2 separate regions of the Anas platyrhynchos genome follow, and region 1 is linked to region 2. The links are chromatin contacts, called in public Hi-C maps. All regions are on one chromosome and are shown on one strand. The core of a region is the stretch at or near the end of the contact, and the rest is flanking DNA. Distances in the headings are between cores, read along the strand shown. Region 1 overlaps INPP5A (inositol polyphosphate-5-phosphatase A). Region 2 has its middle 37 kb from the start of INPP5A.

Region 1 (3,005 bases), core at 504-3,003, 92 kb after region 2:
TGTGGCTCTTGCTACAGCAACGTCCCAGAACACCACAAGGACTGGAAGCCCAGGGAACAAGCCCTGTGTCCTTTCTCAGGGGAGGACTGGGTGTTTTTACTCTTCCTCCTTGTTGTGGGGGAAGATTTGAGAGCTACATGGACAAACCGATCTCACAATACTGCGCTCCGCCATAGGTTGTCTTTTGGGGGCTGTCCTGGGGCAAGGTGGGGTGGGGGGAGCTGGAGTCCTCCCCCCCAGCCCCCCAAAAAGAAATATAATAATAATAAAAAAAAAAACAAACACTAGAATTGTGTTAGCTTTGGGTCACTTTGCTCTGTGATGAGCCTCTGCAGGTTGTTCATCAGAGAGATCGCTTTTTCTGCTTGTGCTTCGGTTTGTCTAGCCAATTTTTCAATATTTGATCTGATTTCATGACAACAGTCTCGGCTGGCATATGGGAGGTAGGTGCAGAGCTGTTGCAGGGCCCTGCAGCAGCCTTGGCATCCCTTGGATGTACTCACTGGGCTTGATGTTTAAGCTCATAGCATTGGCACTTAGTCATGGAGCAAATGGGGAGCTTCTACTGCTTAGAGTTGCATTTAAAAGCAGAAATAACATCGTGCTTTATATCCTCTGAGATTCTGATTTATATCCTGAAGTATGAATAACTTTCTTTAAATTTCATGACTGGTAGCGCTTTCTACTTACAGAAAAAGAAAAAAATATATAGGTACTGTAATCTGTAGAGCATGTTCTGTTATTTACGGATTTGCAAACTGATTTAACTTAGAATTTCTAAACACGATAAATAATAAGTTTAGATTTATGCGTAGCAGAGAGAGACAAAGTAGGTGAGGCTCTTAGCGGAGACTCCCGCACTTTGTAGCGTGTTTACACCAAATTCAGGTTTGGGGTGTTTCGGATGTTGTGAGAACTTGTCGGTTAGTCCCTTTCTGTAAATCCAGGCTGTAAATAAAAGTGGGATTCTCTAACGGGCTTTCACAAATGACTGTTTTCTGTCAATTTTGGATTACTTTTGAAACTTAGTAGGTCCCCGAGGCATCTTGTGACTAGTATAAATAAAGTAAAGAGAAGTTAGGAGTGTGTGGTTTTTAGTTGGTTTTCTGTTTGTTTTTAAACAAAAATTGCCTATTACCTAATAAGACCATACTTTCCATTTTGAAAACAAACACGCAGCAGTGTTGAAGTCTGCTTGTGGTCTGATGCAGGACTTGCTTATCGAGCTTTCATAACTGCCAAAAATGTTTAATTAGAAATTTCACAATCCCCAAGGTCTTGCTTTCTTGATAGTTTGAGTTGAGCCGTTTTGTGTGGATCATATACAAATCATATACAAAGCGTGTGTGCAAGTTCCCCATACACGGCTGTTTCGTGGGCTGATTAAAAGCCTGTAGATCGCGTGCTGTCGTCATCATTTAAGGTTAGAAACCGGCTTGAAATCACAGCAGCTCCTGGTTTGTTTTCTTCTTGTTGCTTCTATAAAAGTGCCGGTTCTTACCTATTAGTCACTGGCTTGACTTGTTAAGTTCAAAATGAGTAGAAAAAGGGTTAAGTTGTGGAAACAAGCAGTTAAAAGTCAGCATTCTTCTGGAGGGAATATTTTATCCCTTGCTTGGTTGCCTACAGTTCTTATTTGCGTCTGCAGCTTCCTTATTCTGGCTTTGTGTGATGTTGTTCGGCTGAGGGGAAGGGCATGGGTGGGAGCCGTGGATGTTTTGTTCTGCATGTTTATTAATTTAAGACGTCCCTGAACGCGGGCCAAGATCCATCCCGGTTGGCTTCAGGCGCGGCGCAGAGGCCTCTGCTGCGATGGTCTGGTCGTGGTGCCTGCGCTCAGCCGCCTGCCCCCGCAGCCTCCGCGCACGCAGGGCCCAAGCACAGCAGGCGGCTTCCCGGGCAATGCTGAGGCGGCATCGCGAGAAACAAGGATCGCTCCTGCAGGGCAAAAACTTGGCCTTCTGGACCAGTAAAGTCTGAATTCCAGAATCAACAAGGGGTGATCAACAGAAGGGGGGCAAGGGAGAGCTGGGGACAAAAGTAGCACTTTTTCCCCCCTCAGCTTTCAAAAAAAAAAAAAAAAAGTATTTTTTGGGTCAGCACGGGGGAGGCTACTCAATTCTTCAGCCACCTGTGAGCGAAACTTCATTCAACAGGCAGTCAGAACAAATGAATAATTTTAAAGTTGCATTCAACTATTTGAAAATAGCACATATGATGGGAGAACAGAGCAAAATGGGAATTTTCATGCCAGTATGTTTGCGTCTGACTGGCTGGTGTCATCCATCCTCCCTTCAGTAACAGTTATAGGCATCTCTCTGGTTTCCAGTGTAATACGTTCTGCTGCCTCCAACAAACGCTGTGCATTCCGGCTATTTCTGTAAGAGAAGAGGCTGATTCGGGTCTGCGTTCCCGCTGTGATGCAGAAATTAGCGAATCTTGTTGACAGTAGAACTCAGTGAATGTCCTGGCTGTTTCTGTATTTGGCACGTGGAAGTCAGCTATCTACCTTCATAACTGTATCTGTATGTTTCTGAAAAACGCAGAACTTGGTGCTTTATTATGTTTGTGCTTCTTCAGGTTTCGTAACTCATGTAGCAATCTTGTACTCTTCTCCCAGCTTGTCTTTGACAGGAGCTCTAATGTGCCTGAGCATCCTGCAAAAGCACAGTAGTGCCTCTGGGCCAGTTTGTTAGAATTAAATGCACGTAATTTGATTTGAAGCTATGTCCTCAAATTGCAGAAACTGGGTATCAGCAGTTCGTATAAAGTTGTTGATATCCAGGCAATGAGCATGTACTTTAAAAGCAGATATTTTGATATTAAAATTTAGTATTAAATCAACAGGCTTGATTGCTTGATAAGCTTGTAAGTACACAAACATAGTGAAGTCATACACAAAATGTGCACCTTCTCAGTGAAAACCTGAGGAGACTCAGAAATCAAAAAGGAAAAGTCTGTCCATTAGAGCTCCTGGAGGAACATTTAAATGCCCTTTTTTCTGT
Region 2 (2,967 bases), core at 51-2,550:
CCCTTCTGAGCAGCTGTGTGCTGGTTTCTCTTGGTAGTTCCTAAGCCACAAATCATCTGTGCTTCAGAAACCTCCTTCTTTTTCTTAAGGAATGACCAAGGCGATGAGCGACCCACAAGGGGACAATCCTCGATAGCTGTGCTTCAGTGCTGACCGCTCAATGCATGCTCACTTTGTAATACCCAGTGTGTCACAAAGTACCCACAAAGACACGGGAAAAAAAATGGGAAAAACACCCAGATTGTGAGGGAACCAGGCTCCTGCCAAAGGCCTGGATGCTGGATCATCAATTAATCACTTCATTCATCTTTCTCCTGCCTTGTCCGTGTTTGGACCATAAGCTTCTCACAGGTGAGACTGGCTTACCTCTGAACGGCACAGTGGAATAACAAATATTTAGCTGAAACACTCCAACATGTAGGTAGTTTATTTTTATTTTTTCCCCTGGGCCCTCTATTTCTTTATTGTAGGAGTTCAAAGCAACAGCACTCACGTGAGCAGCACTCAGCGGTAAGCCAGAAGCCAAGGGCTCTCTTTTACTATTGCCATTCTATTTTAAGAACAGGGCATTATTGTTAATATATTTCTTATGTTTGGTTTCTCTCAGAGTCAGTTTGTTTAACTAATAGGCAGATTTATTTACTGGAAGGAGGAGGAAAGCAGCAGTTAAAAGGATGCAGCAAACAAAGCAAACATTAATCTTGTCCCTGGCAAAACCACTGGCAGCACCTTGGAATTTTTTCAACTTTTCTACAAGGTCTTTAGGTTGTAGTCAAAATAATGCCTTAATCTGCACATTCCCAACTCCAAGGTCTGCTCTGAAAGTCCTCAGGAATAAGGTCTTGTGCTGGAGAAGGCTCTGCCGCAAAGAGTCATGGCACTCCCTTGGCCGCTTAGGAACTGATGCCGAAAGAAAAAGTAATTCCCATATAACCCCACAGGAGATTCCTTACAGCTGCTCAGAGCCTACAGTACAGTCACTTTCCTGATTCGAAAGGTAAAAAAACAACAACAACAAAATCTCCAGCTGGAGAAAACAATTATTCAAGTTTATTTTTTTCTTCTCATTTTTATCAAATGACGTAGTTCCGTTCCGTGAAGACCACTAAAATTAAGATTCTCCCTTTGCTGAGAGGTGACATAACTCTAAGTTTCCATAAAAATGGAATTTGATCAAAAGAAACATTCTCAGTCTGACAGCTCAGTTTTTCCACTTGGGCATTCCCATCTATCTCTCTGAGGAGAGTGATTCAGACCGAGCATCCCACATGGTGAAGATACACTTGAAAGAGAGAAATCCCAGTGAAATATTTTGACTTTGATCACATTTCAGTGAAATGTCATTTCCCTGAAAGTGTGCCAGAGGCTGAGGAGTGTTGAATCTGGAAGCCGATCCCTGCCTCAGGGTCTGTCCCACCCCACGGCGCTGTCACAGGCACTGGCAGCTGGAGCGGCCCCGGGACAGCACAACCAGGCTGCACTGCAGTGCCCAAGCACAGCTCTGTGTTTTAGAGTGCCCACTGGGTTTTGGAAAATGCTCTGAATGCCAGATTAATCTTAGTGAAGTGCTGGATTTGGGTACACGTGCCCACAAATACGCATGTTATCTGTGGATTACAGTGATGAGATATAAGGAGACCATCTGTTCTTTTAGTTCTTGGTGACCTATTGCTCTACATGCTTATATCTGTGCAGAATAGCATTTGTTTTTTTTCCTGCAGACCTCCTGTAGTTAAAAAATAGTAATATTTGAAATGTTAAAAAAAAATAAATATTGCCAATGTGAACGTGAGTTGGCTGGACAATTATTTGCTTTTAACCTTAACATCCATGGTTCTTACACTGAAGCTAACACTGACAACCTTTGAGATCCTGACAGTCCCACTAAAACCAGTAAGACTATTCACATCACAGAGGATAAGAGATAACACACGTGATTACTGCAGTTTATTTGGGGGTTAATGGCTTATACAGTGTAATTTTAGGGAATAATAGAATATTTATATGCCTTTTTCAAAGCTGTGTGAAGCCACAAGTTTTGAGGAGCTTGAGTAATTAGCAACACCAGAAATGTTCCTTATCTTTTGACTCATGAACCACAAAGGGAGAATGCTTGCTCAGTTTCTTATTCATTTCCCTTGTGATCACCCCTGGACTCAGTTTTGCATCCGGGTTGAGATCCAAGAAAAGTGAGATTAATTAGTTCAGAAGGTAAACCAACAGTTTCTTTGCTCACAAAAATTGTCAAAGAGCTTTCTTTCTTCTTCTCCTTTGTTTTACAAAATGTTAATTTTGCTTAAACATCAACACATAGCACTTTGTCAAAGAAAAGCATTTTAATCTCATTGCAATGTGTATGGCCACGGTGTCCTCCGCCCCCTGGAGCATCCCAAGGGTGAACCTTTCTTCAGCAACAAGCACTGATTGCAATGCTCAAGCTGTGGGCATTCGTTGCCTTCAGGCCCCGTCTGGTTTCCTTGATGCTGGTCTATGCCCATCTCTTGCAGGTACACTTTGTTCTCGCCCTGCTTTGTGTGTTCCCTGCCTGATGCTGAGAATGAAAGCCGATGGATTTGGCCCTCCCATGCCAAGTCTGCGTGCCCACCAAACGCCTGCTTTCCTGGGAGCCCATCTGGCTGACAGGCCAGGTGTTGTGCGCCCAGCCCACAGCCGCCTGCCTCACCATCCCAAGGCACCGCTGCCCCAAAGATCTTCCCTCAGTACCTCTCAGGTGAGATGGAGACCTCTGGCTGTCCCATGTCCATCCTTTCTTCTGACACCTCCAGCCATACTAGTCAAGTTAAAATCATGACAAATTAAATAGGATTGGGACTTGCTCTTTCTTGAGCAGGTCTCTCTAGAGATCAAGACTCATCCGTGATTCAAGCGGGGAAACATTTCCTCCTGTAACTACTAAACAGAATCTGGAATCCCTTCTTCCAGCTGAAGGACACCGGAGTGCTGATC

Evidence for each region. A called contact is a pair of places that touch in the nucleus more often than the background predicts.
Region 1: a Hi-C map of F5 follicle shows a contact between it and region 2, with 2.4 times the contacts expected there. The contact joins two enhancer-like sites. A contact is called at or near these places in 2 of 8 Hi-C or Micro-C datasets (F5 follicle and liver).

What each region holds. Positions count from the first base shown.
Region 1 is chr6:41,190,373-41,193,377 of IASCAAS_PekinDuck_T2T, forward strand. All of the region lies in intron 1 of INPP5A (inositol polyphosphate-5-phosphatase A), which reads left to right. Among named protein-coding and RNA genes, the nearest start is that of INPP5A, 55 kb to the left of the region's middle. Within about 2 kb of position 1,754, at least 3 of the 8 cell types and tissues checked have an H3K27ac peak or open chromatin away from gene starts, as enhancers often do. A contact at or near this core is called in F5 follicle, where this site is marked.
Region 2 is chr6:41,098,656-41,101,622 of IASCAAS_PekinDuck_T2T, forward strand. No RefSeq gene overlaps it. Among named protein-coding and RNA genes, the nearest start is that of INPP5A, 37 kb to the right of the region's middle. Within about 2 kb of position 1,301, at least 4 of the 8 cell types and tissues checked have an H3K27ac peak or open chromatin away from gene starts, as enhancers often do. A contact at or near this core is called in F5 follicle, where this site is marked.